Regions from separate parts of the Macaca mulatta genome. Here region 2 is linked to region 1. Evidence: chromatin contacts called from public Hi-C data. All regions are on one chromosome and are shown on one strand. Each heading gives the region's core, a stretch centred on a gene start, on an enhancer-like site or on the middle of the called end of the contact. The rest is flanking DNA. Distances are from core to core; before and after follow the strand shown. Region 1 holds the start of TNFAIP8L2 (TNF alpha induced protein 8 like 2). Region 2 holds the start of MINDY1 (MINDY lysine 48 deubiquitinase 1).

Region 1 (4,100 bases), core at 817-3,316:
GACTCTTTGAGCTGAAGGACTCCATGGGTCCTGGAGAGTGGGGTATGTGGTCAGTCACTAGAAGAAAGGCCACAGGCTTCCTTAGAAAGAGAGAAATGACTTTTCCCCTTTCTGTTGCTTCTTTAGTTTCCATGTCATCATCATCTTTGTTTGTCATCCTCCCCGCCCCCTGAGGCCCCTCAGTCCTCTATGCCTTTCTCCTGCTTTTTCCCCTTAGTGCTGTAGCAAATCTTGACTCCAAAACAGCCCATGGGAGTGGCGATAGCTCCGGCTGGAGGAATGTGGGCACACGGGAGGCTAGCCTAGCACAAGTTACTTCTCAAGGGGAAGATGGCTGTTGCTGCTGCAGTGAAGACAGGGCTTACCTGACAGATAATTCTTTTTTTTGAGACGGAGTCTTGCTTTGTCACTCAGGCTGGAGTGCAGGGGTGTGATATCTGTTCACTGCAACCTCCACCTCCCAAGTTCAAGCTATTCTCCTGCCTCAGCCTCCCAAGTAGTTGGGATTACAGGCCCCCACCACCATGCCCGGCTAATTTTTGTATTTTTTAGTAGAGATGGGGTTTCACCATGTTGGCCAGGCTGGTCTTGATCTCCTGACCTCGTGATCCACCCACCTCGACCTCCCCAAGTGCTGGGAATATAGGTGTGAGCCACCACGCCCAGCCTGACAGAATTCTTACAGCTGCCATTTTTGGACACTGACTCTGTGCCATATGTCTGTGTGGTATAGGTATTACCATCCTTGTTTTACAGCTGAGCAAATGATACTTACATTAAATAATTTACCCAAGATCAAACACAACTCATTTTTTGGCCCCCAAAGCCAGTGGCAGCTATTGCACTGTACTTCCTTTAAAGTAAGAAGCATAAGCATCCCAGGAATCCTAATAGGAGTAATAACTAACATTTACTGAGAACCTACTATGTGCCAAGTGCTTTATGTCAGTCATCTTAGTCTTCCCAATCCTGTATAAGGTTAAGGTAGGTATTCCCATTTTGCAGTGAGAAAACTGAAGCTAAGAGAAATTTAGCAATTTGGCCAAAGTCACTAGTAAATGATAAAGATGGGCTTCAAACCAAATAATCCAGAGAAACCTCCTTCCCCAGAATGCTCCCAGTGTGGTTAAAGCCAACTGAGGAAGCACAAGAAACCAGCACCTCAAGAAGGGCAGGCAGTCCTGAAGGTCTGAGCCTTCTGCTGCACTGAACTCAGGACCTTCTTGGCGGCATATCAGCTCCATGTGTCCAGGGTTCTCTCCCCATGGTCTTCGCCTGTGGTTCTTCTGGTTGTTTTGCTTCTTACTTCCCCCTCCCCTGCTCTGCAGGATGTGGCTGTGACCGCAGTGAGGAGCAGCCTCGCCCTCTCCCCCAAACCAAAATGGGAGTCTGAAGAGGCAGGGGAGGTGGGGACTGAGGGGGTTTCTTCCCCAGCTGAATCCTTCCAGTGGAAACCTGAACCTTGCTTTGCTCCCAGCTTGCCTTGGGGCTTTCTGGACCATGTTCCCCAGCCGGAAGAGGAGATTGCTCCATGTGAGCCTTCCTTCCTCCTTGGCCTTCCTGTTACCCAGCTCTCCATTGCCCCCATTGCCGTCTCACATTTGTTCCGATGTCCTCTCCCTCTCTCCCTGTTTCAGTCTCCCTTTTTCTCTTGTCTGGGTCCTCCCTATAATCCTCTCTGGCCTGGCCATACTCTCCCTCTGGCCCTTACCCGTCCATCTCCTTGTCTCCTAAGACTTCCTTGCATTTCACACACATCCATACGGATATGGATCCACCTGCATCCCTCAGCCCTGCCCCCACTGCATCCAAAACCAGGTCTTTCAGAGGCTGCCTTGCCACCAGAAAAACTAAGTTAAGCTCTACAAAGGACCCAAGAATTGTATAAGCAAGAGTTTCACAATATGAAAAGCTAAGACTGAAAGAGCTGGAGACTCCTCTGCCACCGTTACCCCTAAAGTCTACCATTCTGTCACTGCCGGTCCCTCACCTGCTGTGCTGGGTGCCAGTCTTGCCTTGGATGTTCCGGGAAAGCTTACAGAATGGAGAAGCTTCACTTAGTGTGAGAGCCCTTTGGCTTGGCCCCACCCCTTGAGCCCCGCCTACCTACTCTCTGCTCAACCTCCGGTTCATCACTACTGTCTCCAAGAAGGCCTCTGGCCCAAGAGCAACCTAGAAATAAGACAAAGGTCAAAAAGAGTGGAATTCTGTTGGAAACAGTCTTGATTCTTTGAAGGGGGAAAAGGGATTTGCATCCTCTACTCTCACATTGCTTCTTTCTTTTCTTGCTGCCCAGTTCCTGGAGATCCTGTCCTTATATTTCTGCAGTACTGGGAAGGATGTAAAGTCCAAATTTCTGGGGTAGGAAGCTAGTGGGAAAATTTCTGCAGATTGAAAGGTGGTGCTGTGGGGCGAGTATTTAATGTATTATTCCAGTGATTGCTAGGTAAGGGCACAGACTGTCACAACCCTTAATACTGAAGGGAGGAAGGTGCTGGGACCAGGGCTGCTACACCACAGGTGACCAGCAGGTGCCAGCACAGCACTGAATCACTAGCCCAGAGGAACAAGCCTACTGAGTTGCTTTTTTTTTTTTTTTTTTGAGACGGAGTTTTGCTCTTGTAGCCCAGGGTGGAGTGCAAAGGTGTGATCTCGGCTCACTGCGAGCTGTGCCTCCCAGGTTCAAGTGATTCTCCTGCCTCAACCTCCCGAGTTGCTGAGATTACAGGCATATGCCACCATGCCCGGCTTGTTTTGTATTTTTAGTAGAGACAGGGTTTCACCATGTTGGCCAGAATGCTCTCAAACTCCTGACAGGTGATCCACCTTGGCCTCCCGGAGTGCTGAGATTACAGGTGTGAGCCACTGCACACCGCAGGGTGAGCTTTGTAGCTGCTAAAGGGATACAAAATGAGGAGCAGTCACAATTGAGTTTTTTTTGTTTGTTTGTTGTTTTGTTTTTGAGATAGGGTCTCGTTCTGTTGCCCAGGCTGGAGTGCAGTGGCATCATCACAGCTGACTGCAGCTTTGACCTCCTGAGCTCAAGAGATCTTCCTACTTCAGCCTCCCTAGTAGCTGGGACCAGAGGTGCACACCACCAGGCCTTCCTTTTTTTTTTTTTTTTGTAGAGAGGAAGGTCTCACTCTGTTGCCCAGGCTGAACTTCTAGGCTCAAGCAATCCTCCCACCTTGGCCTCCCAAAGTGTTGGGATTACAGGTGTGAGCCACTGCACCCATGCTGGAAGTCACAGTTGTTGAATGAGACAAAAACACTTGCCATCAAGAATCTTACAGGGAATCTGGCCAGGGAGATAACCTTAAGCGTAAATAACAGTAATACTAGTCAAACAATGCCATTAACTTTAATGGGGACTTAAATAATTTTGAAAGCTTAATTATGATAGGGCTTGGAAAGATAGATTCAACTACTTAATAGCCAGAGATAGGGAAGAAGTCCCAGATGATGGGGATGGCGTAAGCACATACAGGAAAAAAACATAATACAGGACATTCTCAGGAAGTGGTGATATATGTCTGGAATGTAGGTTGTTTGAGAGATAAGTGAAGAAGGAAAAAGATCAGATCATAGCAAGCTTCAAAAAAGTTGCTCCAGGCCGGGCGTGGTGGCTCACGCCTGTAATCCCAACACTTTGGGAAGCCAAGGCGGGTGGATCACCTGAGGTCAGGAGTTTGAGACCAGACTGGTCAACGTGGTGAAACCCTGTCTCGGCTAGGTATGGTGGCTCACGCCTGTAATCCCAACACTTTGAGAAGCCAAGGTGGGTGGATCACCTGAGGTCAGGAGATGAAGACCATCCTGGCTAACCTGGTGAAACCCTGTCTCTACTAAAAATACAAAAATTAGCTGGGCATGGTGGTGCGCGCCTGTAGTCCCAGCTACTCGGGAAGCTGAGGCAGGAGATTCGCTTGAACCAGGGAGGCAGAGGTTGTAGTGAGCCGAGATAGTGCCACTGCACTCCAGCCTGGTGATAGAGTGAGACTGTGTCTCCAAAAAAAAAAAAAAGAAAAGAAAAGAAACAAAAAGAAAAAGAATAAAGGGAATAAAAATATAAGAAGATGCAAATACAATAACAACTTCTG
Region 2 (4,100 bases), core at 1,110-3,609, 160 kb after region 1:
CCAAGATTGCACCACTGTACTCCAGCCTGGGCGACAGTGAGAGTTCATCTCAAAAAAAAAAAAAAAAAAAAAAATTAAAGCAATCTAAATTGTTGGCATCTACCAGTATGTCTTGCCATCAGTTCACCTGTTAACCTTCCTAGAGTCTAATTTTCTCATTTCTCCAGGCCCTGGAGAGGCTATGTGATGATGAAAGCTCTAAGACACAATCTCAACTTTCACAAGTTCACAAGTTTGAAAGAAGAGCTAGATCTTGCTCCTTGGGGGATGAATGCAGGTAGAGAAAGGTCAGGATTCCAGCAATATTGGAAAAATCAAGTATTTTTCCAGCTTCATATTGCTGTAGAGAATATACTATTAGGGCTGGGTACAGTGGCTTACACCTATAATTCCAGCACTTTGGGAAGCCAAGCCAGAGGGATTGTTTGAGTCCAGGAGTTCGAGACCAGATTGGGCAGCATGGCGAGACCCTGTCTCTACAAAAATACAAAAAATTAGCCCTGCATGGTGGCACTGCCTATAGTCGCAGCTTTTTCGGGAGGCTGAGGTGGGAGGATCACTTGAGCCGGGGGGAGGATCACTTGAGCCGGGGAGGTGATCACACCATTGCACTCCAGCCAGGGCAACAGAGTGAGACCCTGGCTCAAAATAAATAAACAAATACAAAATAAAAATAGAGAATATACTGCTAACCTGGGGGTGGGGGGAGGCTCTGGAGGATATATGTTGGAGAATAGATGCATGCAAAGAAATACTATTTAGTGAGGTTTCAGGTCCAAGGGCACTTTACCACTTGGTGGAAGAGACCAGTCATTTGGGTTACTGGGGGGGGGGAATCCAACTGTTTAGCACTTAGAATGGTGCCCCCAAAACTCTACATTAGTCCTGTGGTGGAATCAGACGTAACAAAAAGGGATTGGTTCCAAATGGCCTTATGCATTGAAATAACTCCCCAAATTTGTTTTTCACAAGGAAAATGTCTATGTAATTGGTGTTAAAATGGACCTTCTCCCCAATTCAATATGAAGACAATTCATTTATTCCAGCAGCTGAGTCTGCAGCAGGAATTAAGTGACTTTCAGGATTTGTTAAAGAACAGAATCTGTCCCCCAGGGGAATTTGTTGAGTTTCCGATATCTAAAAAGGAAAGCTCAGCAAGCCATCTGTCTAGGTTTCTTCAGGGCAATATAACTCAAAGTAGAGGGGCCGGGTGACCTCCTGGAGTCTGTCTCTGGTTAGCTTTTTGCTGCTAACTGGGGATAACAGCCTAATGCCTCATGACGGCTCAGCATGGCTGGGTGAGTCCAACTGGCTCAGAGAGCACCAAAAATAAGCCACAAAGCATTCAGTAGTCATATTTATGGTTTTGATTCTAAACACACTTTGTGCTTATCCCTTCCAAGTGGAGAATTTTTATGTAATGTGTGTGCGTTAAGGCCAAAGGAGAAACCTGGAGGCAAAGGAATGCTGGTTGTGGGTCAACAAATATGCCTGATGGATTATGTATGCTTGGTTTAAAAACACTGACTTAAAGTAAAATACCGTGACTACTTCTAACTTAGAAATGAGTTCAGCCCGCCAGACAGAAACCGCCATTCAGAGGAAATAAAGCCGTGAGCACCGGTTCCCTCCACACCCGCGAGGTTCACCTGGAGGCCAGTGGGCCAAGCGAGGCCTTGGAAGCGGAGAACTCAAAGAGGGGCGGGGAGAAAAGAATAAACACACCTCGCGGGGCTCGGCTGGCGGTCGCACAGTCCTGGTCCTTTTGACGGAACTGACCGAGATGACAGCAAGCAGAGGCTCAAATGCAGGATTCAGACCCAAGACTTCTCCCAGCTCTCGGGCGGACCCCAAAGGCGGGGAGCCAAAAACCGGGAGACTAAGCAAGCAGCATTCTCACGCTCCTAAGCTGGCTTCTCGCTCCTCGCTCCTCATGCCCCAAACCTGATCAGGCCCCAACCCCCCTCCCCACAACTCAGTGTTCCCTCCACACGGACCGTCGAGGCTCCCCAGATCCCACGTCTTCGTCCTTCCTGGACCCCGTGCTCCATTCCTTACAGTCACATACAGGGATCGGTTACCTGTAGAGCAGCTCGACAATCCTGAAGGTAGTCCTCCATGATGAAGCCCAAAGTACGCCGTCGCCCCTGGTCGAGGAGAGGTGCCCGTGGTCGAGGAGAGGTTTCCCCGGCGAATGCACCCCGCCCGGGACTCAGGGGCTAGAGGCCAGAGTCAGGAGGCGGGACTCGAACCCGCCACACGGCTAATCGGCCTCCGACCCCGGGAGGAAGTGCGTAACCGGGTGCTCCCGAGCTTGGCGTCGCCCCTCCCCCAGCGGCGGAGGCGGGGCTCTACGCCCAGAGGCTCCTGGGACGTCTTTCCGGAGAGGCCAAGTGGGTGTGGCGTGGGGCGACGTGGGAAACGTAGTCCTGCGGCTCCGCAATGTCCCTAGCTACCGAGGGAAGGAGCGTTTTCTGAGGGATCCGTTGTTTGGTAAACAAATGTGTATGTGTCACAGTAACCCATTATTGTGGCATCTGAACTTTCCCTCTCAGATCAGGCTAAGTATAACATCTTTCCATATATCACACCGAGCATCCGGTTGACATTTTAAATGACACTTGGCAAAACAGATCTTCTTTCCCGAAATTCTGCCTTTTACCAAACTGATTCAATCTCAACCAGTTTTGTGGTTGTTCATGTTAGGAGAACATTAGAATAATCTTTGACCCCTCTTGTTTACCTAACACCTACAGTCTCCTGCCAACTCCTGCTGCTTCTCCCTTTGCAACTCTGTAGCCTGTTTTTTTCCTACAGCCTCCGCAAATATCTTCTCCTTCCTTTCTTGGACGGTTGTAACCTTGACTTTTTGCTCTCTGCCACCCTAATTGTTCCAACTGCTCTTTCAGCCTTTAGAGTTGCTTGAAGTTTCATCCTGTGGCGGCCCTGTACATAGAGTTTTAGGGAACCCTTCAGAATGTAGAGTTAGGTTCCAGCCTCCCTTAACTGCCACTTTGCAGCCGCAGGGTAGTGCAAGTACTGTAAATAAATGGACACTCATCATCAAAAATTCCCTCATTTATTTATCTATCGCTTTATTTCCTACCATCAGCCTCACACCAGCTTTTCCTGCTTCCCCAGCTGTAAATCGAGAGGAGGTGACTGATGAGAGGCCTGTGGTGGAACCACGATCCAGAGCACAGGGGTGTTGGATCGCCTGCCTGCTCTGCCAGTTTTTTCTTCTTCCTCTTCTTCTTCAGACGGAGTCTTGCTCTGTCATCAGGCTGGAGTGCAGTGGCAGGATGTTGGCTCACTGCAACCTCTGCCTCCCGGGTTCAAGTGATTCTCCTGCCTCAGCCTCCCGAGTAGCTGGGGCTACAGGTGCGTGCCACCACGCCCTGCTAATTTTTGTATTTTTAGTAGAGATGGGGTTTCACTATGTTGGCCAGGTTGGTCTTAATCTCTTGACCTCGTGATTTGCCCGCCTCAGCTTCCCAAAGTGCTGGGATTACAGGCGTCAGCCATCGCGCCCAGAGCCTGGGGCTTCTTCCACACCCTCTGCACTCTACCAGGTGCACAACCCAACCAGTTTCATTTCTAGACTTAAAAATGATACAGCAAGGACTTGGAAAGGACCTCTATGGAGGGATCCAGAGGGAAAAGAGCTGGGTTTGTTTGTTTGTTTTTAACATTAACTGAGTAATATATGCAAATATCGTGCTCTTTGGTCCTGCTTCTGTGGATCGAGAGCAAAGGACTGCCATACCCAGAGAGACAGCCCAGATCCAACAAGCTGCTTCTGTCCAGCCCTGCTCCTCCCCACTCAGCAAGGGCACTTGCTCTTCCCTATTCTCACCAGAGAGGCACAAGCGCTCCGTCCCTTCCAGAGGCAGGCGGAGGGAAGAGAAAGGGTCTGTTGTTTTTCTCTCCTGTTTCTTGCTCCCTCTCTGCTGATCACAAAGCTGCTGACCGGGTCAGAAAGCCCTGATGGAAATCCACCAGCGCTGGGCAGGCCCCTCCTCCTCCAGGGAGCTTGTCCTTGCCTAATTTTTCTTCGTCCCGATGAGAACAAAAAAGAGAGAGAGAGAAGAAAAGAAAAA

The links. A called contact is a pair of places that touch in the nucleus more often than the background predicts.
Region 2: a contact with region 1 is called in a Hi-C map of blood, with 4 times the contacts expected there. The contact joins the promoter of MINDY1 here to the promoter of TNFAIP8L2 in region 1. A contact is called at or near these places in 3 of 14 Hi-C or Micro-C datasets (blood, cortical neurons and fetal cortex germinal zone).

What each region holds. Positions count from the first base shown.
Region 1 is chr1:115,932,793-115,936,892 of T2T-MMU8v2.0, forward strand. It overlaps TNFAIP8L2 (TNF alpha induced protein 8 like 2), which reads right to left and starts at 2,067. Exons shown (of 2, transcript NM_001257419.1): 1 at 1,991-2,067; 2 at 1-57. The coding sequence starts at 25. The region is part of intron 4 of LYSMD1 (LysM domain containing 1); the gene reads left to right.
Region 2 is chr1:116,096,313-116,100,412 of T2T-MMU8v2.0, forward strand. It overlaps MINDY1 (MINDY lysine 48 deubiquitinase 1), which reads left to right and starts at 2,360. Exons shown (of 11, transcript XM_077947935.1): 1 at 2,360-2,505; 2 at 3,963-4,100. PRUNE1 (prune exopolyphosphatase 1) reads right to left here and starts at 2,292. Exons shown (of 6, transcript XM_077947991.1): 1 at 2,082-2,292. LOC144331469 (a long non-coding RNA gene) reads right to left here. Exons shown (of 2, transcript XR_013398537.1): 2 at 3,904-4,100.